Regions from separate parts of the Mus musculus genome. Here regions 1, 2, 3, 4, 6 and 7 are each linked to region 5. A link is a contact called in public HiChIP or PLAC-seq and promoter capture Hi-C data. All regions are on one chromosome and are shown on one strand. Each heading gives the region's core, a stretch centred on a gene start, on an enhancer-like site or on the middle of the called end of the contact. The rest is flanking DNA. Distances are from core to core; before and after follow the strand shown. Region 1 holds the start of 0610009B22Rik (RIKEN cDNA 0610009B22 gene). Region 2 holds the start of Tbc1d9b (TBC1 domain family, member 9B). Region 3 holds the start of Jade2 (jade family PHD finger 2). Region 4 holds the start of Sec24a (Sec24 related gene family, member A (S. cerevisiae)). Region 5 holds the start of Zfp2 (zinc finger protein 2). Region 6 holds the start of Ltc4s (leukotriene C4 synthase). Region 7 holds the start of Nhp2 (NHP2 ribonucleoprotein).

Region 1 (3,663 bases), core at 329-2,828, 770 kb after region 5:
ATACACAGAAAAACTGTTTCAAAAGCTAAACCAAAACAAAGAAATAAAAAGCATTTGGACTATGAAGTCCAAACTATTTGAAGATGATATAATCTTATACATAAAATGTCCTATGGAACCATGTAAGGGCAGACTTAGCAAGGCAACAGGAAACAAGATCAATAGAGAAACAAATGGGTTTCTATAGACCAGCAGCTAGTTCCAGAGTGATAAAAAAAAAAAAAAAAAAAACAAAAACCAAAAACCAAAAAACCCAGGATAAGGGACTATCGTTTAAGAGACACGTCATAAAATAAAAACTATAGCTTTAGGAATTTAATCAAGGCTTTCAGTGGAGGTCTTGGTGGTTAAGATCATTGGTTGCTCTTTCAGAGGACCTAAGTTTCCACTAAAAATTTCCGAAGAATTAAAGAATCTCACCTATTCTTGAAAACAAGTAAATAATGGCTGCTGGTTCAGGGGACTCGTTTTTCCTCATTGGTGTATCCACCATTAAATTGTGTATGCTCCATAAATAAACCCCTACCCATAAATACCCAAGTTAAACTCAGTGGGTACACACGCATGCTCAGTCCAGAACTCAGTAGGCAGAGGCTAGAGGATCTGTGAGTTCAAAGCTAGCTTGTTCTGCAAAGCAAGTTCCAGGACAGTCAGGGCTACAGAAAGAGACTCTGTCACAAGAAGAAAGAAGACAGGAGGAGGAGGAGGAGATGATCAACTTCACAAAGTTGTCCTCTCTTACACATGTACCATATAGCAAGCAGGCACTCCCATGATGTGTCACATACATCCACAATAATAATAATTTTAAAAAATGTATAGATATGAAAATAGAAGGGAAAGGGGGTTCAGTGGGTGTGGGATGAGAGGGTGACAAGGGCTGAAAACCACATTAAAACACATGGATGAACCTGCCAAAGGATAACTAAAGATACTAGGATGGACTGTCATCCTTGCTTTGGGGCTATTAAAGATGGCGATACATCTATTTACCCACAGATTCATTTACAACACGATGACAGAGTCCATTAAATAAACCCGTACATTTTGCTATTTTATTTTGTTATTAACCTTTTTTAAAAAATAAAATAAAAGGTCTTATGAAGCCCAGACTGGCCTACAAGTATCAGAAAATGGCTTGAATTCCTTACCCTAGCTCCCCCTTTCCAGTGCTGCGATTATCTTACACTGCCCCTCTTTAACTGTTTATTTCTGGTGCTGGGGACCAAATCCCAAACCTCCAGGTGCTAGGCAAGGGCTCTGCCCCTGAGCCACAAATCCCAAGGAAAACTCAAAGTACGCACCCACGAAAGTGACTGAACTGTATGTGCCCAGCCTCCCTGGACGGCCCCCACTTTCCCAGTCTCTAGCTCCCGACTTTTTGCTTTGGGCAGGGTCTTGCTGTCCTACAGCACTTGAGGCAATCCCTCCGGGCTCCTGAGCGCTGGGATCACAGGCGAGTGCGGGATTTTGACAACTATAAATACCTCACCTAAGCCGACTTCCCTCTAGTTCAGGGGCAGACAAGCTCAAAGAGGAAAGCAGGTCAGCCGGCCATCACACACACTCAACGTCCACCCCGCGGGGTAGCTCCGCCCACCGACTAGCCGAGACTGCTCACTGCGCATGCGTACATGTTCCCGCCTCTCCGGGAAGGACTGAGCGGCCTGCGCCGGCTGCCGACCTGACGCAAGTGACGGAAGACTGAGCATGCTCAGTAACGCGCTAAGCCCGTCCCCAGCCCCGGTCCGGCCGCCATCTTGGATCAGGGCAGCTCAGTCGACCGGGCATGCGCACATGCGTCTCTGAGCAAGGCTGCGCTAAGGGTTTTGTCCGCCATCTTGGGTCAAGGCCTCATGGGACGTCGGGGTCCCCGCGGGCCTCCTCTGGCTCTTAGAGCAATCCTTGCCTTCACCGCACGCGTACTTGCTTATGTTGTCACTGACGTTCGCCTGGAGGTGTAGAGACCGGAAGCCTGGCGGGAGATGTGGACCAGACTGCCAAGTGAGGCGGAGCTTTTAACTACAAGAATGCCAGAAAGCAAAATGGAGGTTGCAGCACCGGGCGCTTGTGTCCAGACGGTGCTGGCCGTATGCGTGGGCGGAAATGCGTAATGGGAGGGTGGTTTAGGGCGCAAATCACTGGTGTTAGGTGCTGTTAATCATCAAGGACTCTGCTCTTTCAAGTGTATGTCTGCATTGTTCACAGGTTTTCCTTATGTGTTTATTATAGTGAGACTTATCTAGCGTTGGCGTCCTGAATTCCTTCTTCCCTTAAACAGACATTTCGAAGCTACTTTGGCTAAAAATCATTGACTTCTCTCTGGGGCCACAGAGTGACTAAAGATAAAGTTTGGCATTTCTGTTTTCGTTTTGTGTTTGCTAGAAACATAAACAAAGCGAAGTAGCTCTACAAGGCACGTTCTATTTGTAAAAAAGGTGTTTCAGGATCAAAATCATGGTGTCTTTTCCCCAGTGGCTGGGGTCCGACCTTCATGCTTGGCTAGTTCTGAAAGAATAAGCTTAGAGGAATGGAGTTAAAGGTCTGTATTCCAGGCAGCAGGGAATTCAGGAGGGAGAAAGGATGCATGAGGTTTATAAACAAAACTTTACTAGGTGGAGAAGATGTTTGTTTGTTTGTTTGTTTGTTTGAGTGAAGCAGCTTTCTTTTATTGGCGGTAGTGAAGAAAATTTTTGGAATATTGGCCAATGGCAGACTACCTACCTACCTTTGATAGATAAATAACAAAACTGATTTCTTACATCTCCTTTGCTTTGGTCAGGTACCTGCCCACTTCTACATAAGCAGCATGTTTATCCATCCATTTCATCTCCCTTCAAAATTGAAGGCACAAAAAAGTCATTGTCCTAAACCTCTGGTCATCTTGATAGGAATGGGAGTTAGGGAGGAAGGGAATAAAAGTGTCTGCTACAAGAAGTCTCCAGTTATCATTTGAGCCGTAGAAATATGAACATGTTTGTTTTGTGTAGCAGCTCACAAATTTCCATTACTGAGGCTGACTGCTTTCCTGACTTCCAATTAAGGAAACTAAGTCAGTGTGTGCATATTTATGTGTTAGAACACTTTTTGGCTTTGTATACATGTGTAGAGGCCAGAAGTTAAAGTCGTGTGTCAACCTTATCACTCTTTGCTTTGCTTTTTGAGACAGTCTCCTGAGTAGCCTTGACTGGCTTTAAACTTATGCCTAGCTTGAGGATCTTACAGAACGTTCTAAAAATAAGTGTGTTTGAGATGCTCAGAAATAAGTGGATTATATGCATTAAAAACACATTGAGCTGGGTGGTGGTGGTACATGCCTTTAATCCCAGCACTCGAGGCAGACACAGTTGGATTTTGAGTTCAAGGCCACCTGACCTACAGAGTAAGTTCCAGAATAGCCAGGGCTACAGAGAGAAACCATCTTGAAAAAACAAAACAACATCAACAAAAATCTTGAGCAATATAAAACGTGAATTAAAAACATAAGGCTAGGGGCTGGTGAGATGGCTCAGTGGGTAAGAGCACCCGACTGCTCTTCCGAAGGTCTGGAGTTCAAATCCCAGCAACCACATGGTGGCTCACAACCATCCGTAATGAGATCTGGCGCCCTCTTCTGGAGTGTCTGAAGACAGCTACAGTGTACTTACATATAATAAATAAATA
Region 2 (3,924 bases), core at 1,166-3,665, 780 kb before region 5:
AGCCATAAAATATAAGCCACGGTCATGCTACGGCGTGGATGGACCTTGGACATGTGATGGTGAGTGAAGAAGCCAAGCACAACAGGACAGATTACTTCGTTCACACTAAATAACCCGGGATAGGTAGGCCATAGAGGCAAAAGCAGAGTTGTGGTTATTAGGGACTGAATGGGAGAAGGCTGGGCAGTAGCTGTGATGTGGACAGGGTTACCATTCCAGATGATGGAAAGGAGCTGAAGTGCTAGATAATGTGGTTCACTGCTAAGCCCTGTGATGGTGTCAGAACCTGAATTTTGCACTTTTATCAATCAAGTGAATTTTATAAAATAAATTCACACAAAATAAAAAGAAAAAAGACATAGGCTTAGCACAGACTGAGTGCTCAATAAATATTATTTTCCTTATAAAAACTGGTCCTTACAGATTGTTCTCTGGGTCGGCTGCAGCACCTAGGAGTGTGGTAGATATGCAAAGACATAGGCAATGCCAACAGTCTATGTGTCAGCCTCAGATGTCCGAGGTCCAGCCATGTCTTAGCACCTCAGTGGCTGATATCTTATGGCTGGATGTTGCATGGAGGGATATGCCACTACTGTTACCATCAGCTGATGGACACGTCAGTCTCTTGACTCTTGAGTACACTAAAGTACACTCAAATTTGAAATAAGGATAGACGATCCTTTATTGCGCTCCAAGGTGGAACAAATACTTGCAGTTCTTAAATTACATTTATTTAGTTAATTATTATTTTATTTTACTTAGAAGTCAAAGGAACTTGCAGGAGCTGTTTTTCTCCTACCATGTGGGCTCTGAGATCAAAGTCAGGCATCTCACTGGTTCTCAGGTACTTCCAAATGCTTTTTATAAAATTATTATCATTCTTCCAAATTAAATTTTTTGTAGATTTCTATCTATCCATCCATCTATCTATCCATCCATCCATCCATCCATCCATCCATCTATCCATCCATCCATCCATCCATCTATCTATCTATCTATCTATCTATCTATCCATCCATCTCTCTCTATCTATCTATCTCTGTCTCTATCTCTGTGTATATGTGTGTGTGCATCCATGAGTGAATGCTATTGCTGTTAATTTCAGCAGCCAGAAGAGAGTATCAGATCCCCTGGAGCTGTAACCCCCCCCCCCCCAATCTCCATCTTTTGCTGAGCCATCCCTCAGTCCACTACTTCTAAATTATTTTTGGTCTAGAACTTGCTAGGTAAACCATGCTGGTCTCAACTTCACAGAGATATACCTGCCTCTGCCTCCCAAGTCCTGGGGTAAAGGTGTCTACCACCATGCCTGGCTTACTTCCGAAATCTTGAGGGTAGACTTCTCCAGAGAGCACAGCAGCATTCGTCTGCGCGTCCAAAGTCCTCATTGAGGACTTACTATCAGGACACATTAATACAATGGGCTGAGAATCCAGTATCTGAGAGATGATGAGTTTAGTTATGTTTCATACATGGATATCATACTCACTCCCTCATGGAGTAAGATGATGGACAGCCAGACTGACTGGTTGCTGTGTACTCTGTCAGGATAACCGGAGTATATTGTACTTCAAAGTTGTAAGGAAAGCCATGTCTTGAAAGCTGAGTCACAAGCCGCGTTTCAGAAGGTTGTGGCTCACTCTGGCTGTCACCCATTACATCTGCTCAAACCTCCCAGAATGAATTTATCTCTCCTTCCTTTTACCCTCCTGCCATGTCCAGGTGACATGGGGACAGCTCATACAGCTGTCTCCCTAGCCTTTACCAAAATAAATATGGTCCGCCCCTTTTGTCCAGGCGGAGTCATTTGCACCTTTGAGTCAGAAACTATCTTGTTCCTAATTGTTTAACCGGGCTCTAGTTCACAGAGCCCGCAGTAGCTAGTTTTGCTTCATGGTTCAGTGGCAGAAGCCCTGGGCTGGGATCTGAAGGTGAATTTGTACTGTCAGAGACTGCCGCCTTCAGGCCAGGAGAGGTAAGAGCAGGGCACTGCGCCCCTAGATCATACTGCTGTACGCTTATGAAAAAAATTAAGTGCTCATCTGTGACCTCAGCCTCAAGGCCACCCCAATCCATCTGTCAGATGGGGTGAGCGCACTTATTTCAAAGGGCACCAGCTGCGCTTCCTGACAACTGGGCTCTTGAGGATCCCAACCTTAGACTTGAGTCAAAATCCCGAGGCTGACCAGGCGCTGCTGTACCCTTCTCCAGACGCTTTTTGCCACATTAACTCGCCTGGGCTGCACAGTAGGCAGAGAGCATGCGATCCCCTCCAAACTGGACAGCGGCAGCAGGGCTGGAGGGGACTGCCAGGCCAGGAGAGGTCGAGGAGGGCGACGCTGTGAGCCAGCGCGGCCGCTAGGGGGAGCCAACCTTCGGGCCGACGTCTCGACCCCGCCCCAGCCTCTCGGCTCCTCTCGGCTCGGCTCGGGCGCGGCGACGGCGGCGCGCGCTTCCGCCTCACGGGCTCTGGCCCGGTGCGAGCGGCCGCGGGATGTGGCTCGGGCCCGAGGAGGTGCTGGTGGCTAACGCGCTATGGGTGACGGAGCGGGCCAACCCCTTCTTCGTGCTGCAGCGGCGCCGAGGCCACGGCAAGGGCGGAGGCCTCACGGGTGAGCGGGGCGCGGGCGGCCGGGCCTGTGCGCACCGGGCCTGGCGGGGCAGCAGGACGCGACCCGCGGGCACGCGCAGCGGCACAGGGGGGTCGGAAGGCGGGTGGGGAGGACGATCCCGGGACAGGCAGCAGGGGAAGGACACCAGTGGCCTCCGCCGGGACGTGTGCACAGTCCTGTAAAGTCACATAGCAACCAGAAGCCAGCAGGGTTCCCCAGCTCGCCCTCTGCCTCAGTTTCTCCAGCTGCCTCTGAGGGACCAAGTGGCATAAGCACACGTTTCCTTTTGCCCTCTTTACTCCTAGTTCACTGAAGAGTTGCCTCTTGGCGAAGACCAAAGATGCCCTGACCTCCCCTTCCTCCGGTCTCTCCTCACTTGATGCCGTCAGAGCTCCCAATTCAAAGCTTGTTTTTGCATATTTATCGGTATATATGAAGTGTCCCTCAGAGCTACCCCGGGTGCCTCTCGGGTATCTGAGCACTACCACTCACACAGAAGCAGCTGGAGTGGGAGCCTCTGACTTTGTGTGACATGTGGCATTGTGGGAATCTATTCAGCAGGACTTGTTGGAAGCCCCGTGTGTCCCAGGGCTTGTCAAGTACTCCAGATCCGGCCCTGCAGCAGACCCCTGTACGTGGACCCTTCTGGGTGCCAGATCTTTCAATATGGAAAGTGAATTTTCTGTGAATGCCCTGGTTTTGCAGGGTGGCAGCTGACAGTCCTGCAGATGCAGTTGGTGGCCTCACCTAGGTGACATCAGCTGCCAGCATCTCATGAGCTACACTTCTTAATGTGGAAGGGACTGTACCTTTTCCAAGAAAACTCAATGTTCCCTTCCACAATCAGGCTCCTTCCCGGAGGGCCAAGAGATGACTGGAGTTGATGCTAGGCCTGGCTCCAGGACCCAATGTTTATTGAGAGTTAGGTAGCAGCCCTCTTGAACAGCCCAGTGATCAACCTTGGAAGCTACCATAAGGCCACTGAGGAACACAGGGCACCGTGGGACAAGTCCCTTTTGTTCTAGCATTCATCTGTGTCCAACCGCCTCCCGCCTCTCAAGGCTGAGCGTCCAGACTACGGTGCCAGCCATTCTGTGAATTCCAAATCACATTGAGCCAGGTTTGTGCAGCCTGCCATGGCCATTGGGCCATCACAGCCTCCTGAGCACTGTATACCTAAGAGATTCATCAGGAACGCAGGTTCCTTCGAGCCTCTTTTCAAAACTGACCAGCCTGGCCTGGAGAAGTGGGCTCAAGGGCTGCAAAACCAAGGTTCAAATCCCAGCACCCATATGGTGGCTCACAACCATCT
Region 3 (3,905 bases), core at 241-2,740, 940 kb after region 5:
AGCAATGTTTGGTGGGGGCGGGGGCTGCAATGTCACTCATTTTGGGGTCAGGTGCGTGTGTCCCAGGCAGGGCCCTCCACTTGTCTGCTGCTCTTAGGTACCACCCAGAGTTTTAGTAAGGGCGGAGGGAAGAGGGGGGAGCTGCAGAGTCGTCCCTGAAGCGGGACGCGAACCAGCAGAGTTGGGAGAAGGTAAACAAGGGCCACGCCCCCTGCCGTCGCCCCGCGAGCGCGCACCCGCCGCTCCGGCCGTCGCCGGTACATTTCCACTCTCGCGGTGCCTCTCCCCCACCGGACTCCCGCGCAGCACCGGAGAGCTGCTGTCCACTACCCCAGTATGCACCCTGGCTGCCTGGACTGCGCACCCAGCACTCACCTGGGAACGTTGTCCCCCGCCCCTTAAGAAGAAAAAAAAAAAAAACTAATTTGTGCAATGCCTCTGAACCCAAGAACCGAGCATGCTGCCCCCGCGTGCAGCTCCCTCGTGCACCCAGCCTGGAAAGGGGGCGCAGGGCGGAGGCGGTGGCCCCCGGAAGGTGTCTAGGACTGGACCGGCTGCACGTGAGCCCAGTGCGGGGTCATGTGCATCGGCTCAGCCCGGTTCGGCACCCGGACGTGCTGCGTATCAACAAAATGAAACTCGGGAGACAGAAGGGCAGATAGCTCCAGGTTTCCCGTGCCCCGGTGCCCGCCACTCAGCCTCCCCACCCCGCACCCCGGTAGCGCCGCAGCCCCTCGGGCCGGCCGGAGCCCGCGAGGCAAGTTGCAGCCCCAGCGCCCCCACCCGCCCGCGCCCCCTCGCCGGCCCAGGGGCGCTTTGCCGCAGTCATTAATAAAGAAGGTCGCCAGGCTCACCCTTCCAAAAGTTGTTGCATGCGCCCCTCTCAGCCTCCCCGCACTGTACTCTTTAAAACACGGCTGACCAACATGCGCAATCTCTCTCCCCAGTGCTGTGCGTCCCCCCCCCCCACCCCCCGCGCTGGCTTCCTAGAACAGGCAGCCAGCGAGAGAGGGAGCGAGCGAGCAAGAGAGAGGGAGCGAGGAGCACTGGCAGATCTGTTGAAAAAAAAAAAAAGCCCACAAAATAATGCCGTGGAGATGCGCAGGGCCCATCCGCTGGGGGCTGGCTCTTACCTTGCTCCGCGGTGCCCTCCCGAGGGGCGCTGCCCTCGGCTACGCGCGGCGGCGGGGGCCGGCGCGGGAAGGATGCTCCCGAAGCCAGGAGCTCCTGGGGCCGGCGCGGGAGGGCGGGGGGCGCGCATCCATCCGGGGTCGTGGCGAGGGAGGCGACCGGGCCGCGGCGCCCCCCAAGCCCCGCACCCCTGCTGGGAAGATGGTCAGCCCTCCAGCTCAGAGCTGGTGCCACTAGGAGTGGGCGCAAAGTAACTCCATGGACGCTACTCACCCCCCAAAAAAATAGCCTCCAACTGCGATGGCCGCGGTCGGCACCATTCACCAACCCCCTGTGTATGTTTCTGTTTCTTTTTAAACCAAGACTTCCTTGTGATCTCTTTAGAGGGGGAAAAAATGTGTTGGGGTGGGGGTGGGGTGGGGTGGGGGCGGGCAAGAAGAGAGGGAGGGGGAGTAGCCACTTTTTTCTAATTCACTCGGATCTCCGCTCCCGGCACCCCCCTGTCGTGTTCCCCCCCCCCTTCCCAGTTGTTTGGCTCCGGCGACAGTCCCAGGTAGCGTTGCGGCCCCCCCGGGGGGGTGCCCTACACGGTCACCCGCCCGCCTGCACGCGGGCCCGGACTCCTCGTGGACTCCGGGGCGCCCCCAACCCGCCCTGTCCCCAGGGCCGGGCCCGAGCGCCGGCTGAGCCCGTGCAAGTCCCATCAGGTCGGCTCACACTTCACACACTCACACACATACCCCGCCCCTCCACTCGCTCACTCACACTTTCTGCTCACACCCCGCCCCCTTCGCGCCCCAGACCCAGGCGGAGCCCCCCACAACCTTTAAAAAAAAAAAAAAGCAAGCTTATACTTAAAAAAATCTTTTGGCGCCATATTAATGACGTACTTAAAATTTGCCATTTCTCCCTGCGTCAAAAAGACGTTTCTTTGCAAATAACAGCTTGGAGGCGACACTCGCGGAGGAAACGAGGCTTGCACGGAGTACCCAGCTCGCCCGCCCCACCCCCAGGGACTCTGGTGCTGGAAGACCCTCGCCCTCCGCCCGGTTTCGGAATCACTGGTTTTAAAATCGAAATCGAATAAATCGCGTGGCGTTTTTTGCAGCGCCAGAAGTGAGCAGAAAGTGCTGGCAGGAGTGCAGGGGAGGGGCGCGCAAGGGGCTGGGGGAGGGGGCGCGGTCCTCCTCCCCCACCCACACCAAATGCAAACTAGCATCCTAGGCAGGGAAAGTTGAAATTGTGGGCGACCTCCGGAAGAGAGGGGCTGTCCTTAAGGGGAGGGGGTCCCTTCTTGGGCTTGTTGCCCCCTCCCCCTCGCGGGTGCCTCCTGGCGCCTGGTGCTGCCCTGCATTTCCGGAGGGGGGGTGAGGCGCACTGTGATGGGTGGGTGGCTAGCAGGGTGGCAACATGTCCTAGCCTCAGGAGGAGTTTGCCCCGGGGTACCCCCTTCCTTCTGCCTCGTGCATCTTATAGCCGCAAAGGGTTAAAAACCGAGGGGCAACTTCCCAGGGCTGGTACTTGGCAGAGAAGCGGGGCGCCCCTCTCCCCACCCTCTCGTTCTCGCCCCTCCTCCTCCGACTCCACTTCCCGACTTGACCTTGTGGTGCACAAACAGTGCTCTCCAATCCTCGCAGTTTCTGGAAGAAGAGCCTGCGCTCGCCAGGCGGGCGGGCTGTCGGGCGGCTAGCCGGCAGTGGCGGAGCCTTGGGTCGGTTCCCTGAGCTGCGGGCCACACCCACCCAACCCGCTGTGCCTGGGGAGCTCACCTTCTCTCTAGGAAGGAAAAGGGCAGGCCTCCTGGAGGGGTAGGCACGTGGGGGGCAACCTTTTGCCTCCTGGGAATGCTCCAGCTGGGGAGGTTGGCTAGCTTTGGACTGAGGTTTGGGGAAGCCTGGCCCTGCAACCCTAAGGCATCTCTCATCTCCAGCATCCCTAAGGCATCTCTTCTCACCCTTGCCAATGTATTCTACCCCTTCCAAGATAATCCAATGATTTCCCCCCCAACTCACCTTTGTTTTTGAAGGCAGGTGGATGAGTTTCAAATCCCTTTCCCTTTCCAAGACTGAAGTTTGTTTATTTTTCCTTTCCCCTCCACCCCCAAACCCCCTTGCATGCAAAGATAAATATTCAATTTACATAAGATGACATTTATGTGACAATTAAGAAGATTCCCCGACGGAATGTTGTGAACACATTTGCTTATAGGAGAAATAAATCTAATAATGAACAAACTCAAAACAGCTCAGATCCTCTGACAGGGAGATTGTCTCTGCAACAAAGAGGGACATGAGGAACCAAGAGCTTTCTGCAGCAGGAGAACTCAAGGAAGCCACCAGCAGAACTTCTCTTCTTTGGCCTTCATTCACAAAGTCTAAAAGAGGCCTGTCTGGCAAGAGGAAGGGCTGGCTCATCAGCACCTCACAGTTAGCCCTAACTCTGGTTCTCAGAGGTCCACTGAGAAGATTTTCCCAGGCCAAGGTCAATGTCTGCTAACACGTGTTGGAGGCTGGGAGTGCCCAACCGAGAGGTTAATGGCTTCTAATCCTGGCTTTTCTGCTCAGAAGGCTGTGTGAGGCAGATCAGTGAATACATCTCTCTGGATCTGTTTTCACCTTGGTGAGCAGAAGATTACAGAGACCACATGAGCACACGCATACCCATGTATGTGAATATGTAAATTTACATTCCCTCTAAGTAAGGCAGGACCAGGCTAAGAGTGCAGCTCACGTGAGTGCTTTGCTCATGTCTTCTTTCTTATAAACTCTTTTCTT
Region 4 (3,378 bases), core at 740-3,239, 840 kb after region 5:
CTGCAAAAACATTTCAAAGTCCTCACAGCTCTACTTGCATGTAAGCTTACTGGCACATTTACTTTGTGATTTAAGTGCAATTCGTAAGCAAAACCCACACAGGCGACATCTTCAGTTGTTTTCACCTTAAAGTGGATGATTGCATCTTCTCAGCAAATGTCAATGTCACAGAAGAAAATGTAGTTTACATAATCTCTTACTATAAACTCAAGAAACAATTCAAGTTGAAAACCTGTCAGTGATTCTCAGCTTCTCTTGCCCTGCCCACATAGCTGCCTACCCACATTTTTAAGTCTTACAAAGAACATTCTTTGTAAAGAAAACAGTAGTCTTCTCTAAATACATTGTAACCAGCAATTTTAGTCACTGGCTATTTTCTACAACTTTAAATGGGCACAGTAAGTACTTTAGTATTATTCTCCCTGTCTTCTTCCCATAAAGCAAAGATTTGTAGGCTAATTTGTAAGTAGGCAGAAAATGAGTCTTTATTATATCAATTAAAATAAGCTTAGCAAATCACGCTGTAGGAAGGCGTCAGGAATCCTAGAAGAGATATCCAATTATAAGATATTCTCCCGCCAAATGATAAATTATAGTGCCAGATGTACTCTCTCTAGGGTTCAGAGAGTTGTGACTAACTTACATTCTAAATGAAGAGGAGGGCCCTAGAAACGAAGCCCTAGCCATCCATCTATTTGGTTCTTCCACAACTGAAAAACTAAACAGGAGGCCCAAGGACTGTCGTAGGAAGAAGATCCTTGAAGAAAGATCCCTGCAGAGATGAGCAAGTCCTAAAGGGATCTGTCAAAGACGGAGTCATTCATTCATCTCTGCAAATTAGTATTAATAAGCACTGACCCGCCACCCCCCTGCACTTCGAGCCTGCGGACCCGAGATGAACCCTGCCCTCCAGGACACAGGACTGAGGTGGCGCATTGCGTGATGACACCCAGACACTATGACCTCCATAAGGCAGTTCTGGGAACTGATTTCGTCTACGATTCTTGTTCACCTCTTGTTTATCTCAGACGTTGCATACTGCAGGTGCTTACTGTTTGCAGGCTGAACCTATAAATACACATGAAACTGTCCCACCAGCGTGGATCTGCAGGTGCATGTCCACCGCGGCTCCCGGGTCCAGGCCGTCATCCGCCACTCCCCGCGGTAGACCTGGCTGGGACTTGTCCCTGGCCCGAGCTGTGCCGCCCTCCCCGCCCCCGTGCGGCACTCACCGTTGGTGTAGGGAGACCCCGAGGCTGAGGCGGCTCCGTTCTGGGCCTGGAGGCTAGCTGCGGCACCGCGGGCAGCGGGGATCCGGGGCTGGGCCATGGCGCCCGGGGATCTCAGGGTAAGACGGAGCCGTCGGGGTCGACCGCAGCGCCCAGCCTAAGAGCTCCAACAGGAAAACCGAGGGCAGGGACCTGGAGGCCGGAGAAGCGGAACACGCGGGGTGGCACGTCAAAGTAGAGGCATGGCGTGTCCGTGTCTTCTGCCCGCCGGCGGCCACGACCTGGCCAGGGCGCGGAGAGGCTCCGGAGTCAGGCCGGCTGGGCTGGGAACGCCGGGCTCGGAGGCAGCAGCCGAACCCGGAGAGGAGGGAGGCCCTGGGCGGAGCCGCCGGCCGCGCAGGCACAGTGGGGACACGTGGCACTTCCGGTTCCGGCTGGAGGCTGCGGCCGTGCTCTCTGTCCCCGGGGAGCTGCCCCGAGGGCACCTGACAGTCCCGTGTCCGGGCCCGGAGGACCGTGCACGGACTCGCCTGCCACGTCACGGACTCCCGCCGCCCGCCGGAAGTAGCCTGTGTCACCACTGCGAAAATACCCGGCGTGGAGAACGTCACCTTGCTGACAGTCCCAGGGGTGGTGCGGATTTTTAGAATCGATTGGGTGGGACAGGAGAGACCCGGCTCCTCTTCCGGGATTCTCTGAGGATTACCTGAGACGACCGATGTCCTCGGCTACCGCTGGTGGCCCAGCCGATGCTATGCCAGCTGTAGAGTGCAAGAGAATTTTAAAAAGAGGTGTTCAATTACGTGTGTTTGTCAAAGTGTCATGGGCGGGACATGGCGGCAATCAGGAGGTCGAGGCAGAAGTGTTCTAAGTTCGAAGGCGGCCTAGTCAGGTCAGCCAGGGCTGGAGTGAAGATGCTGGGTCAAGGTTAAAATGTCTGATGACGTTAAGGAGGAAGCTCTTCTTTTCAACTGGAGGATTAAGATTAATTTTGACGTTAGCCTGTTGGTAGCATAGTCACTCCGAAGTACATCCACCACACATGGATCGGGAATCCATCCCTCTCCTATCCCAGTGTTGACAATGGAGTCCAATGTCCTAGGGAAGCCCTTAGTTTACACTGAGCTAGGCAACTTCTATAATAACAAGTATTTAGTTAATACTGAGGCTCCAAGCCGGGCGTGGTGGCGCACGCCTTTAGTCCCAGCTCTCAGGAGGCAGAGGCAGGCGAATTTTTGAGTTCGAGGCCAGCCTGGTCCACAGAGTGAGTTCCAGGACAATCAGGGCTAATCAGAGAAACCCTGTCCCGAAAAAAAAAAAAATACTGAGGCCCCGGACTAAATAACATTTAAAATGGTAATTGTAATGGTATCGTACTCCTATAGTTCTGGATACAGAAAAGTGAGGCAGGAAGATCTTGAATTCAAGACCAGCCTGGGCAATTTACCAGGACTCAGTTTCTTTAAAAGGGGTTAGATATGTAGGTCACTCATAAAGAGTTTCCCTAACCTTGTAGGAAGAAGCCCTGAGTTCAAAAGAATTAAAGGCAGTTTACATTATGAGAGTTTACATTAAGTCGAATAATTCAAATGTCCTTTCTGGGCAAGTAGCTTGTGGGTTGCTTTTATTTTTACCCCCAAACAGACTTTCTGACTTGTAAGACCAAAGAGAAGTAGAAACTGGTTGGTTATGCAACATACTTAGTGATATCAGTGTGATCTTTAGCTACTTTGGTTTTACCTGCTCCAAGCAGATGACAAAGTCCTTCACAGATGTGTGCTGCTGATTGAAACGTATTATGCCATGAGTTTCACAACCTCGGGCGAAAGTACATCTTACCAAACTCATTTACTATCTAATGCTGGCTACGAAGTATTACAGAAAAAGAGCACAATCTAAAACTACTGTCAGACCCAAGAAGCAAGCAGTAACCACATATACAAATTTACCCTAACCTTGATTTCATTAATAGTTACCTCAAAACCATACTAAAATATATTTGCTCTGAGTGGAATTAAACAATTAAAAAAAAAGATTGTTTTATTGTTTTAAAGTTTGTTTTCTGTATGTATGGGTACCTACATAGAAGTATTTACACGCTGGTCGATGGTGGCACACACCTTTAATCCCGGCATTTGAGAGGCAGAGA
Region 5 (3,584 bases), core at 1,011-3,510:
GGGACCTGAAGGCAGAAGCTGATGCAGAGGCCATGCAGAAACACTGCTTATTGCCGTGCTCAGACTGCTTTCTTATAGAACCCAAGCACACACACAATGTACTGGGCCCTCCCTTCTCAATCACTAATTAAGAAATGCCCTGCAGCCAGATCTTATGGAGGCATTTTCTCAGTTGAGGCTCCCTCCTTTTGGATAACTCTAATTTGTGTCAAGTTGATACAAACCAACACTATTACTGAGGAACCTCTGACAAATTAAGTATCTTGTCAACATCAACTGTGAGAATAGCGGCATGCGGCATGCTAAGCAATGCTGAGAACAGCTGTAAATACAACAGGCAGACTCCACCACCACCACCGCCCCTACCTCCCCCCCACCCATGTTACAGACCAACAGGGAACACCAATGCACAATTGCAATCCTAGCAGCACATGCGGTTCAGAAAAAAAAGCATGCATATATAGGAATTCAGGAATAATTCATTGAGTTATTATAGCTCAGTAGAGGCCCTGGACTTGACCCCTACTACAGTAAAGGCAGAGGGGTGGGCTGGGTAGACTGAGGATATAAGAAAGTTGGCATTATCAAGAAAGGATTCAATATACAATAACACATAGCAAGGGTTGTCGTTTGGAAAAGAATAGAGATGCAAAAACAGAATGAGAGTTCTACTAGAAAGTATAAATGAACATCTTTGTGATGCAGTGAAACAGAAGGCCTCTCTAATTATGGTAAACATGGTGGAGGTGGAGGAGGAGGGAGCTGGCCCTGGGGAATGGCTCAGCACTGGGCAAGCATGAGGACCAGAAAGCAAGCAGGAGGATGAAATGCCCGAGGGCTTGGAGGAAGATGGAGGATGCTTCTCGGCCCTGACCTCAGGTCTTCACCTGAATGTGGCTATATGTGCACCTGTACCCATGCATACATGCAGCCATAGATACATACAAGTGAAATGTAGGTTTATATGACTATAGCAATATGCAACTTTTCTGTAGATTCATCTGTTTGTACAACAGATGCAAAAGTTAGGAATAAAATGGGCTGGAGTTTAGCATAAGGATATTATTTGAAGGAGGGTCTTCTCACTAAGTAGCCTTGGCTGGCCCAGACTCTGTGGAGCAGGTGGCCTCAAACTCATCCCCCTGCCTCTGTGGGATTCAAGGCACACACTACCACACCTAGCTTGCACCTCTCCAAAGCTTAAGAGGCTACTAGCAGCACTTCCAGTTGATGTGGGGCGTCAGTCACTCTTAACACCGCAACCATCTTTAGAAACTGCTACTTTTCTGGAAAGAATAAGACAGGAGATGCCCAAAGGTCTAATTATAACGTTGACCTAGAAATTTCACTACAAGGTTTTGTGGAAAGAGGCAATACAAAGAATGACATAACTGTACCATGTCCAATATTAAAATAAAAACAAAACACAACAAAAACAAAAAAGCCCAAAAGTCCAAAGGGAACCATTCGTGAAAATGACAGCTTTAACTGCTCTTAAAAATTAGTGTCTTAAGGCTATTCTCATCTCCATTGGGTGGTGGTTTAGATGCACTTCAAGCATCTTACAAAATGCCTTTTGTAACTCCATTTTTAAAGGTGAATGGAGGAAAGGCACTAACATCTTTTTTTTTTTTTTTGGAAGCAAAAGGTTTCTATTTATACATATAACACAATACATGGACTTTAGGACAAATTTCGAATGATTTCGCTCGTACATTTTTCTAGTTGACCAATAATGAACTTAAAGAAAGGGTGGGCACGTTCTTGCTTATTCAGGACTCATTTTACAAGCTCCTCCTTCGCAGGCAGAGGGCGGGTCCCCAGCAGCGGTGCACACAATGGCCAGAGCCCCGGACTGTGGTCCCGTGCCCTGCCAAGCTTCAGAGAGCGGGTCTACCACGCATTCATAGTGCATACCGAACCAGAGCTGCTCGGCCAGGTAGAGCTGGAGAGCAGTCGGGCGCGAATGACCCCGGGGTACGGGGGGATACCGAGCTGGGGGGTCTCGGTTAGGGTGTCCTGCGGCCTGGCGCGCGCGTGAGCTGCGCACCTGCGACTTCGTGCTCCTTGCGGACGAAGGATCACCTTTCTGTCTGGCCGGCTCTGCTCTTTTGGCACCAGAGCCCCGGGCTCCCAGTGGGAACGCCTCCGCCTCCCCGCCCGTGGACCACCCGCCCGAGGAAGCGCACTCACCACAGTCACTGAAGAAGCCAGAGGCTGGCGGCACAGGCAGCCGCACTGGGCGCGCGGGACTACATTTCCCACAAGACCATGAGCCCTCGACAGGGCTTCCAGTTGCGCAGGCGCAACCGCAGGGCTGCGGGCCAGCGATTGCTCCCCTAGTGCTCAGGCAAGGTTTGCCACCTTAAGCTTATTTTCTTAAAGAAACTGGTTCTAGAACCTTTTCCTTTCCTAAATTAAGAGAACCTTGGACACCCCCTTGCATGAGGTTAGGATGAGAGGTAAGCTACTAATGTAATGTAGATACTTCACGGCGCTCTGTGACCAGGTAGTAAATGATGCACTGGCTGGGTGAATTGTTACTGTGGAAAACCAGCCACCTCTGTGAGTGAAACTCGTGGGTGCTAAGGTAGTTTCGGCTGCATCCACGGCTTTGGAACTTGGAGAATATCTTAGGATAATTTCCATCCTATCTTAGGATAGAAAGATAGGTTACAAACTGTAATATTGGGTTCTTGTCTGGCCGCTTGTTTTTTAACGTTTTTTCTTTAAAATCTGACATCATGATACTTGAATACAGTGCACTGTGATCACATTCACCCCCAGCGACCCTCATTCATGTGCCCTTCTTTCACTGACCTCCATCCTTCCCAACTAGTCCTTCTTCTATACTTTTGGTCCTTTCCCCCTCGCTTCAGCCTGTAAAACTTCTATTCCATGCAACAAAGACTATGTTCCGAACCAAATGTCGGACGGGCATCTGGAGGCCACTTTTTGACGAGGCTCAAAAATCCTATTAGCCAAACGTGCGTGCCCAAATTCCTTTTATCCCACACCTTCCGCTTTTATCCCACACCTTCCGTCTTAGGTCTTTGACATTGTGTTTCTGCTCTGATGGGAGGATCTCCTGGGACTCGGAAGCTCAGGAACCACACAGCTCTGAGGTGGGACAATGTCCCAAAAGAAGGGCACCCTGAGACATGGGAGCTGAGGAACTAGATAGCTCTAAGAGGAAGCCTCCTCAGCAGAGGCGATGCAGCTACCAGGGCATGGCGTCCTCAGCGGAGCTCAGGAGCCTCAGTCCCTCTCCTTCTCATCGTTTCTTCTCTTCATTGCTTCTTTTCTTCTTCACTTCTGACCAGGCATAAGAATCTCATGAAAGAGATTTATTGGATGGACCAGGGTGTGAAGGGATGAATCCAGGGATGGCTGCTCTCTATCCTAGGGAACAGACAACAGGGAATTAGACAAAGTGGCAGTGCTTATATAGGATCTCTTAGGGGGCGGGGCTTTCCAGGGCAGAGATTTCCAGAGTGATGATTGGTGGGATTTCAAGTCCTGAATTTGGGGAGCTCAGGGATTAGTGGATTTTCTGCTCAAGGATTGATGTTTTGTCTGTGTGT
Region 6 (3,593 bases), core at 277-2,776, 680 kb before region 5:
GCCAGAGTTACCTGAGTTGCGCTGAGCGCGCGTATCCCTGGAAATAGCGGAGGCGCGCGAACAGGTAGAACAGTCCGCACAGGGCTGCGGCTCCTGCGAGAGTCGATGCAAGGCGACGCGGTGAGCACGAGCTCCCGCCATCCGGGATCACCCCCACCCCCGAAGTGTGCCCCCACGCTGCCCCGCACCTTCGTGGAAGAAGATGCCGGCGACCCAGAGTGTGGCGAGGAACAGCGGAAAGTACTCGCTGCAGTTTACCCTGCGAGGGGTAGGCTGGGTGAGCGCGTGGTTCACCTTGGCTGACACCCGAACCCGCCCGGACCCGCCGCGCTCACTGGGCTCGGAAGACGCGCTCGAACTCGGGAGGGCCAGAGGTGAGCGGCGGCGACACGTGGAAAGCCCTTCGTGCAGAGATCACCTGTAGGGAGAAGTAGGCTGCGGCCGTGGGGGTGTGGGAGTCAGGTGTGGTGCTCCGCAGATCTGGAGCGGGATCCGTCCCTTAGTTCCCCTCTCCTTGCCTCTCACTGAGCGACTCTCTTCTAATGCCCTTCTCCCACCTGCCCCATCAGTGGTGTTCAATGGAGAGGCCCTGTAGGCCTGAGGGTTGATTGACTAGGGTGATGCGCGGCTGAAACACCTGCCGGTGGGAGGAACCTTAGAAGACTTTACTCCTGAACGATTTGACTTGCAAAGCACAGGCAAATGCCTACCTCCCGTTCTGCAGGTCTGGACCCCCTGCGTAGGCAATGGACCAGGGCAAAATTGGCTGTATTCTTTAAGGAACAAGGAAGCACACGTTCTGTGGCTAAGGGACCCTGGTTTCCCCTCTACAGAATCAGCCAGAAGGGACTCTGCCACAAGCCAGAGTCAGTCTAGCTTGGGTCTCAGTACCACCACACAATAGCATAAATTCTTGTCTCAGTTTCTGTTTAGACATCATGGACCCAGCCTTAAATCTGGCAGATACTGTGCTCCAGATGCGTGGAGTTGGGACTCTCCCAACCTAAGCCCATAGCTATTCCACTAGTCACTGTATTGCACTCCCAAACAGATACCAGCTCCCACCACAAGGCAGGCACCTCAAGTGGCCCCTCAGCAGGGTGGCCATCCTTCACCTGGTCCTCCCCTGTAGACACTCCTTAGAGAGTGTCTATACCTGCTCCAGGGAAGTGGGGACTTCTCAGCTGGAACTTTGGCCCTCCAACAGTTCTTGAATTGCTTGGACCTTGGTACCAGGAGGCTAGCCTAGAAGCCTCCTGTCCTTCTCCTGAGCCTGGGCCTGCCAGCACCCCAATTCCCTACCCCAGGAGCCTGAAGAGAGCAGACTACAGGATGTAAGATCCACCCACCTCCCAGACAGGAGCCAGCCCACCTTGCAACAGAACTCCCACGAGGGTGACGGTAGCCAGAAGAGCCACTTCGTCCTTCATGTTGCCAGCCACAGGCAGAATTAGCTTTGGTGTTCTTCTTATCGCCCAGTGTGCTACTCAGACGCTGGCCCAGGAGAGGAAGAGCCTCGGCGCTCTCCACCCCTTTGCAGTAGAGGCGGGGAGGGGTGGGGATATGACTGTATCCACAAAGGCAGGGAGCCTGGCCAGGCTGGGAAGGTAGAAACCAGTGCTGTGGACAGCTTGACCACTTCCTTCCAGTTGTTCCTGGCCTTTCCGTGCTTAGTCCTGTGGTGGCGGAACTCATGCTGCTCACCCAGGCTCCCTCTGACTGCTCACCCATGCCCCCTCTAGCCTTGTGTGTTTCCAGCTACCATATCATCTAGACCCTGCATCCTTGGTAGTTTCCCACTGGCCTTTCAGACTTCCCCTTCATCCAGGGTTTACCCTAGGCTCTGGGCTCCTGGACTCCCACCCCTGACTTCCCCTACCCCAGTGATGACTGGGTCTGTATTCCCATCCAGGGCTACTCTGTAATGTCTAGTGCTGACACACCCTTCCCAACTCCCTATGGCTTCATAATGTCCAGGTGTCCCCAGCCACAATGGACCTACCCATGTTCTTCTTCCTCCTTGGCATCCTGAGGCCCATCCCCCTCAGAGCCCCAAAGGCTCATGAATGATATTTTTTATCCTTGGTTATGGGGAAATACTTGTCTCTAGGCTGGTGTATTTGCCCAGCATCCTACTTGGCTCCAGGCACTGACCCTTCCCTTCCTTAGCCTAGTCCTTTCCACACCAGACAAAGCTGACAACTCCCCACCACTGCCACACTTGTGGTGTAGTCATGTGTGCCGATGTTGACAGAAGAGAGACCCAGTTCTGGAAACTTCCATTAGCAGTCTGGGAAAGGAAGCTTAAGAGTACAGAAGCTGAGAAACTCTTGTTGTCGAGCCCTGGGGGCCACCTTGTGTGGTGTGTGCTCCTGGACTGTTCTTCCTTGTGAAATAGCCACTTCTCTTTTCCGATGAAGCTGGTTTGAGGTAGATTTGGTCAGCAGTGGCAAAATCCAGATCCATCTGGAAGAGTGGACGGAGCCATAGGTGAAGGGCGTGAACCAGCACAGGACAGGAGAGGAGCGTGTACTGGGGAACTAACAGGTCCTAGGCCACACTCCTGTCCCTGCAGCCAGCTTGGCCATATCATGGGTGTCATAAGACAGGGTCACCCTTGGGAGCTTCTGCTTCCCCACAGCCAGCCTCCGTCCTCGTTGCCTGAGGCCTTGGTCCCTGTGGACTCCCCAGAACCCCTTCGGTCTCTTTGTTCATTATTGCCCTCAGAAGATCTGAGGCCTACCTGCTGGGGCTCTGCAGGTTTCTCAAGATCACAGTTGGGTCAACGCTGGTCCTTGCATTACACCAACGTGTAATAGCAGTAGCTGGTGCTCTGAACTCAAGGAATGGTCAGGACACAGGCGTTCCAGGGCAAGATGGGCCTGCACCATGCCAATGCTTGGGTTCCAAACTTCAGGAGGCTGCAGTTGGGGCAGCTTCCGGGAGGGAAGGCATTGAAAAGGCAGAACAGGGCTGGTGAGATGGCTCAGTGGGTAAGAGCACCCGACTGCTATCTGAAGGTCCAGAGTTCAAATCCCAGCAACCACATGGTGGCTCACAACCATCCGTAACGAGATCTGACTCCCTCTTCTGGTGTGTCTGAGGACAGCTACAGTGTACTTACATATAATAATAAATGAGTCTTTAAAAAAAAAAAAAAAAAAAAGAAAAGGCAGAACATAGGATACAGGCAGGCCATGCTCCTATATGCCCATGTGGATAGTGTGCCTGTCTGCGTGCCTGTCAGCAAATGAACATCTCTGCGTGTCTCTGCGGTGAGCGTGGGTGCTCGCCGGTGCAGGCTACAGACAAGTCTATGTCTTGTGTTACTTCAGGCTCTGCTCTGCCAACCTTACATTTCCTCTCAGGCCCATGTGTCCTCCCATCAAAGTTCATTCTCTCTGGCCTGGCCACAGGAAACAGAGGCTTGATATCAGCAACTTCTCAGGAAGTCCCTGAGCAGATGTTCAGGGCAGGGACAAGGGGCTTGGTCTTTGACTCCCTCCCTGCATCCTTTGATTCTTCTCCTTGTACTTGGTTTGCCTAGCTTCTAAGGGCTCCACTGGACCTGCCCACCCTCTGACCAAAGAGCC
Region 7 (3,645 bases), core at 198-2,697, 700 kb after region 5:
ATTCAGAGAATGTATCCCAATCTGACATATCCTGGTCCTCTTGCTGCTGTCCAAGTGATGGCTTTTAGTGGCTGGAAATCATACTCAACTATCTCACAGGTCTCATAGTTGTCAATCAGGGATAGGTAAGTTCTGTGTCCTTCACAAAACACAGATCTAAATGTGGGCCTGATTTTTGGCATCTGGCACTCAGGATCCTCCTTCATATTCACCCTTACCAGCTTCAGTCCCTCTACGTCACAGAGCTGAGGTCCCCGTTTCCTGTTGCTCCAGGGTTCTCATTAGCTAGCTGGACTCTTCATCCAGCACATGTCACCTTCCTTCCTACCTTTCTGGTTTTTCAGATTTGCTTTTAACATTTAAGAACTTTTGATTGATTTATTTCCTGTGTGTGAGTGTGTTGCCTGAAAGCACATCTGTGCAGCACATGCACTCCTGAGGCCCTTGCAGATTAGACATTTCAGATCCCCTGGAACTGGAGTGGGTTTTTTTGTTTGTTTGTTTGTGTTTTTTTGTTTGTTTGGGGGGGGTTGGTTTTTGTTTTTTGGTTTTTATTCAAGACAGGGTTTCTCTGTATAGCCCTGGCTGTCCTGGAACTCACTCTGTAGACCAGGCTGGCTTTGAACTCATAAATCCACCTGCCTTTGCCTCCCAAGTGCTGGGATTAAAGGCATGCGCCACCACTGCCCGGCCTCTTTTTTTTCTTTTTTCTTTGCGGTTTTTTTTTTTTTTTTTTTTGGAGACTGTTTCTGTGTAATCCTGGCTGTCCTGAAACTCGATCTGTAGAACAGGCTAGCCTTGAATTCAGAGTTCCTCCTGCCTCTGCCTCCCAAATGCTGAGAGTAAAGGTATGCACCACTACTGCCCAGCGGAAGTCACTATGTAGACCAGGCTGACCTTACTGCCCAGCGGAAGTCACTATGTAGACCAGGCTGACCTGATCCACCTGCCCCTGCCTCCCCACTGCTGGGATCAAAGGTGTGCGGTTTATAGTTTGTGCAACAGGATCTAGGAGGGGGAAAAGAAAATATGAAAAAACTTTCAGGTGCGCCAGGCTTTACCTAACCAGCAGCAGCAGGTCACAAGGCAGGTCACAAGGAGCTCAGGGGACACAATCCCGTTGTGTATTTTCCTTCCACCCGCTCTTCAATCTCTCCGGGCCCCGCCTCTTTCCCTTTGGGCTCCGCCTCTTTCCCTTTGGGCCCCACCTCTCGGCCCCAGGCCCCGCCCCTTTCCCTCTGGAAACCCGGTTCTAAATTCGGCCTCCCTGGGATTCCCGCGGTGAAAATCCAAATCCCGTGCTTAGATTGACCTTTAACTCCGCCCCCATATCCAAAATCCCGCCCCTAGAGATCTACTTAGAGATTGGTCGGTGTAGAATATTTAGTTTCCCAATTGGTCACAGGGTAGAGCCACTTGAAAACCCGGAAGTGATGTCGGAGGCGGCGGCCGCGTGGTTCCTCTATGCCGGGACGGAGTTGTAGTTGCTAAGATGACCAAAGTAAAGGCCGCTCCCGAAGAGTCCGAGGCGCAGGCGGAGGGCTGCAGCGAGGAGCGCACGTACAAAGAGCTGCTGGTCAATCTGAACCCCATCGCGCAGCCCCTGGCTTCCCGCCGCCTGACGCGCAAGCTCTACAAGTGCATCAAGAAGGGTGAGGCGGGCGCGTGGCGATCGCGGTCCGGGACCGGTGACTTGGGCGGCCCGGGGTCGAGCCTCGTGAGCGAGGTGTCGGCTCACGCTTCTCTCTCTTTGTAGCTGTGAAGCAGAAGCAGATTCGTCGCGGGGTGAAGGAGGTTCAGAAATTTGTCAACAAGGGCGAGAAAGGGTAAGAACCCGGCTTCCTCTGGTTTTTAAGTTTTGTGTGGTTTTTATTTTTATATTCCAGTGCCGGGGATTGAACCTAGGGCCTTGTGCACGGTACACAAGTACTACGGCACTAAGTTTGGCTTATTAACTGGTTAAGAAGAAATTCCACCTACTCAATAAAGGTGAAGTTGACCAACCAGTCTAGCAGTCAACTCCCTTCACTACCAGTAAATGGAACTCCCAGTAAATGACAGGGAAGAGAATAGGAATCCAGCCCGTGTAAACTAGAGTCCTGATCATTCACTCTGTAGAACGGCACAACTTTTTCAGGCTCTAGGCAACGTGCTATATGTAGAGAGACATTTTCCCAAGTAGGGCAGGGGAGAATGCGGGCTAGCTTCCGAAGTATAGCTAGTTCAAGGCCGTCGTGGTCTATGGACAGGTCTCAAAACAAACAAAACTCCCAAAAGGAGAAAATGATAAGCCAGTGATAGGCCTTTAATCCCATCAGAGGCAGATCTCTTAAGTTTTCAGCCATGACTATGTATAGAGACCCTGTCTCAAAACAACAAAGGAAGAGAATGAATGAATGAAGGTTTATTTGGGGTGAGGGGGTGGAATCCTGAGAAGAGTAGGCTCTTGGACAGGGCAGTGTAGTGGCACTTACACAATGTAAGTGGTTACTCCTTTTAAGTGTATGACTGTTTTGCCTGCGTGTATATGTTGGTGCATCACTGGTGCCCTTGGCAACCAGAAGGCAAGGTGTAAGGTCTCCTTGGACTGGAGTTAGAAATGGCCATGCACCCCCAGAAATGGCTATGCATCCCCGTATGCCGGCTCTCCAGCCCTCCTGGGCTTTCTTTTTTTTTTTTTTTTGAGACAGGATTTCTCTGTGTAGCCCTGTCTGTCCTGGAACTCATTTTGTAGACCAGGCTGGCCTCAAACTCAGAAATCCGCCTGCCTCTGCCTCCGGAGTGTTGGAATTAAAGGCGTGCCCCACCATGCCCGGTTTTGTTTGTTGTTGTTGTTGTTGTTGTTTTCTTTTTCCCCCTCGTGGGCTTTCTAAGGTAGGTTTAGTGTTCTCAGAACAGAGTGCAAGCTGAGGCGTGACATCGAGGGAAGAATTAGGAGAGGCAAGTCAGACTTAGTAAGCTGTTATGGCCCAAGGCAGGTGATGGGCAGGAGCTACAGCTGAGGGATTTGAGAGACGGTGACATATAATGACTTTGCATGCTAGTTTGGGCTGTAGTGTGTGACTGCAGACAGACAGTGGAGGAAAGCCAGGTTTGTGTGAAAACATCTGAAGTGTGGTTTTTAGATACCTTTTATTACGTGTGGGTGCCTACTTGCATGTGTATGGACACATGTGCATCTGGTACCCATGTGAACACCAGCGGACAACTTGGAGAGCTGATTCTCTTCTGCCATTCAGGCCCCTGGGATTGAACTCAGGTGGCCAGGCTTGGCAGTGAGTGTCTTTACCCTCTGAGGCGTCCTGAGTTGACATGGAAAATGCCTTGGACATGCTCTGCTTAGCTATTCTACAGGCAGATGTTTTGGTAGGGCAGATGGGGGCTGGTAGCTTCAGGTGGCCCCTGGCACCATGATAGGTCAGGAAGGCAAGGAGAAAGGGACCACAAAGAAGGACAGCAAAGGAACAAGTGGAAAGGACCAGCCTTGTGCCAAAGGGAACGGAGTATGCAAACAGATGTCTACCACCCTTACACCGGGCAGATCTTCAGGACTTCTGGGTCTGGTACACTGACAGCTCTCAGCCATGGTTGAGGGCCCTGGCAAGCTTTCTCTTGGGACAGAGTCTGTGTGTTACTCAAACACTT

Evidence for each region. Promoter capture Hi-C pulls out the DNA fragments that hold promoters and counts their contacts. HiChIP or PLAC-seq counts read pairs in DNA pulled down with a chosen protein or histone mark.
Region 1: a contact with region 5 is called in a promoter capture Hi-C map of pre-B cells, with 3 times the contacts expected there. The contact joins the promoter of 0610009B22Rik here to the promoter of Zfp2 in region 5. A contact is called at or near these places in 9 of 39 promoter capture datasets (the 3T3-L1 cell line, embryonic stem cells, frontonasal cranial neural crest and 6 more) and 1 of 9 other capture datasets (embryonic stem cells).
Region 2: a promoter capture Hi-C map of liver shows a contact between it and region 5, with 2.8 times the contacts expected there. The contact joins the promoter of Tbc1d9b here to the promoter of Zfp2 in region 5. A contact is called at or near these places in 3 of 39 promoter capture datasets (the 3T3-L1 cell line, liver and pre-B cells).
Region 3: a contact with region 5 is called in a promoter capture Hi-C map of liver, with 3 times the contacts expected there. The contact joins the promoter of Jade2 here to the promoter of Zfp2 in region 5. A contact is called at or near these places in 2 of 39 promoter capture datasets (cranial neural crest and liver).
Region 4: an H3K27ac HiChIP or PLAC-seq map of microglia shows a contact between it and region 5, with 4 times the contacts expected there. The contact joins the promoter of Sec24a here to the promoter of Zfp2 in region 5. A contact is called at or near these places in 2 of 39 promoter capture datasets (cranial neural crest and hippocampal neurons) and 1 of 115 datasets of contacts at active chromatin or transcription factors (microglia).
Region 6: a promoter capture Hi-C map of liver shows a contact between it and region 5, with 3 times the contacts expected there. The contact joins the promoter of Ltc4s here to the promoter of Zfp2 in region 5. A contact is called at or near these places in 2 of 39 promoter capture datasets (cranial neural crest and liver).
Region 7: a promoter capture Hi-C map of hippocampal neurons shows a contact between it and region 5, with 2.3 times the contacts expected there. The contact joins the promoter of Nhp2 here to the promoter of Zfp2 in region 5. A contact is called at or near these places in 2 of 39 promoter capture datasets (cranial neural crest and hippocampal neurons).

Annotation. Positions count from the first base shown.
Region 1 is chr11:51,687,056-51,690,718 of GRCm38.p6, forward strand. 0610009B22Rik (RIKEN cDNA 0610009B22 gene) reads right to left here and starts at 1,579. Exons shown (of 2, transcript NM_025319.2): 1 at 1,493-1,579.
Region 2 is chr11:50,128,945-50,132,868 of GRCm38.p6, forward strand. It overlaps Tbc1d9b (TBC1 domain family, member 9B), which reads left to right and starts at 2,416. Exons shown (of 22, transcript NM_001290760.1): 1 at 2,416-2,612. The coding sequence starts at 2,495.
Region 3 is chr11:51,856,178-51,860,082 of GRCm38.p6, forward strand. Jade2 (jade family PHD finger 2) reads right to left here and starts at 1,491. Exons shown (of 13, transcript NM_001357588.2): 1 at 1,134-1,491. The coding sequence starts at 1,261. Gm30110 (a long non-coding RNA gene) reads left to right here. Exons shown (of 2, transcript XR_388628.2): 2 at 1-420.
Region 4 is chr11:51,754,845-51,758,222 of GRCm38.p6, forward strand. It overlaps Sec24a (Sec24 related gene family, member A (S. cerevisiae)), which reads right to left and starts at 1,990. Exons shown (of 23, transcript NM_175255.3): 1 at 1,233-1,990. The coding sequence starts at 1,329.
Region 5 is chr11:50,913,916-50,917,499 of GRCm38.p6, forward strand. It overlaps Zfp2 (zinc finger protein 2), which reads right to left and starts at 2,261. Exons shown (of 6, transcript NM_001044698.2): 1 at 2,194-2,261.
Region 6 is chr11:50,237,006-50,240,598 of GRCm38.p6, forward strand. It overlaps Ltc4s (leukotriene C4 synthase), which reads right to left and starts at 1,527. Exons shown (of 5, transcript NM_008521.2): 1 at 1,373-1,527; 2 at 336-435; 3 at 189-259; 4 at 12-93. The coding sequence starts at 1,430.
Region 7 is chr11:51,618,326-51,621,970 of GRCm38.p6, forward strand. It overlaps Nhp2 (NHP2 ribonucleoprotein), which reads left to right and starts at 1,448. Exons shown (of 4, transcript NM_026631.4): 1 at 1,448-1,652; 2 at 1,757-1,826. The coding sequence starts at 1,493.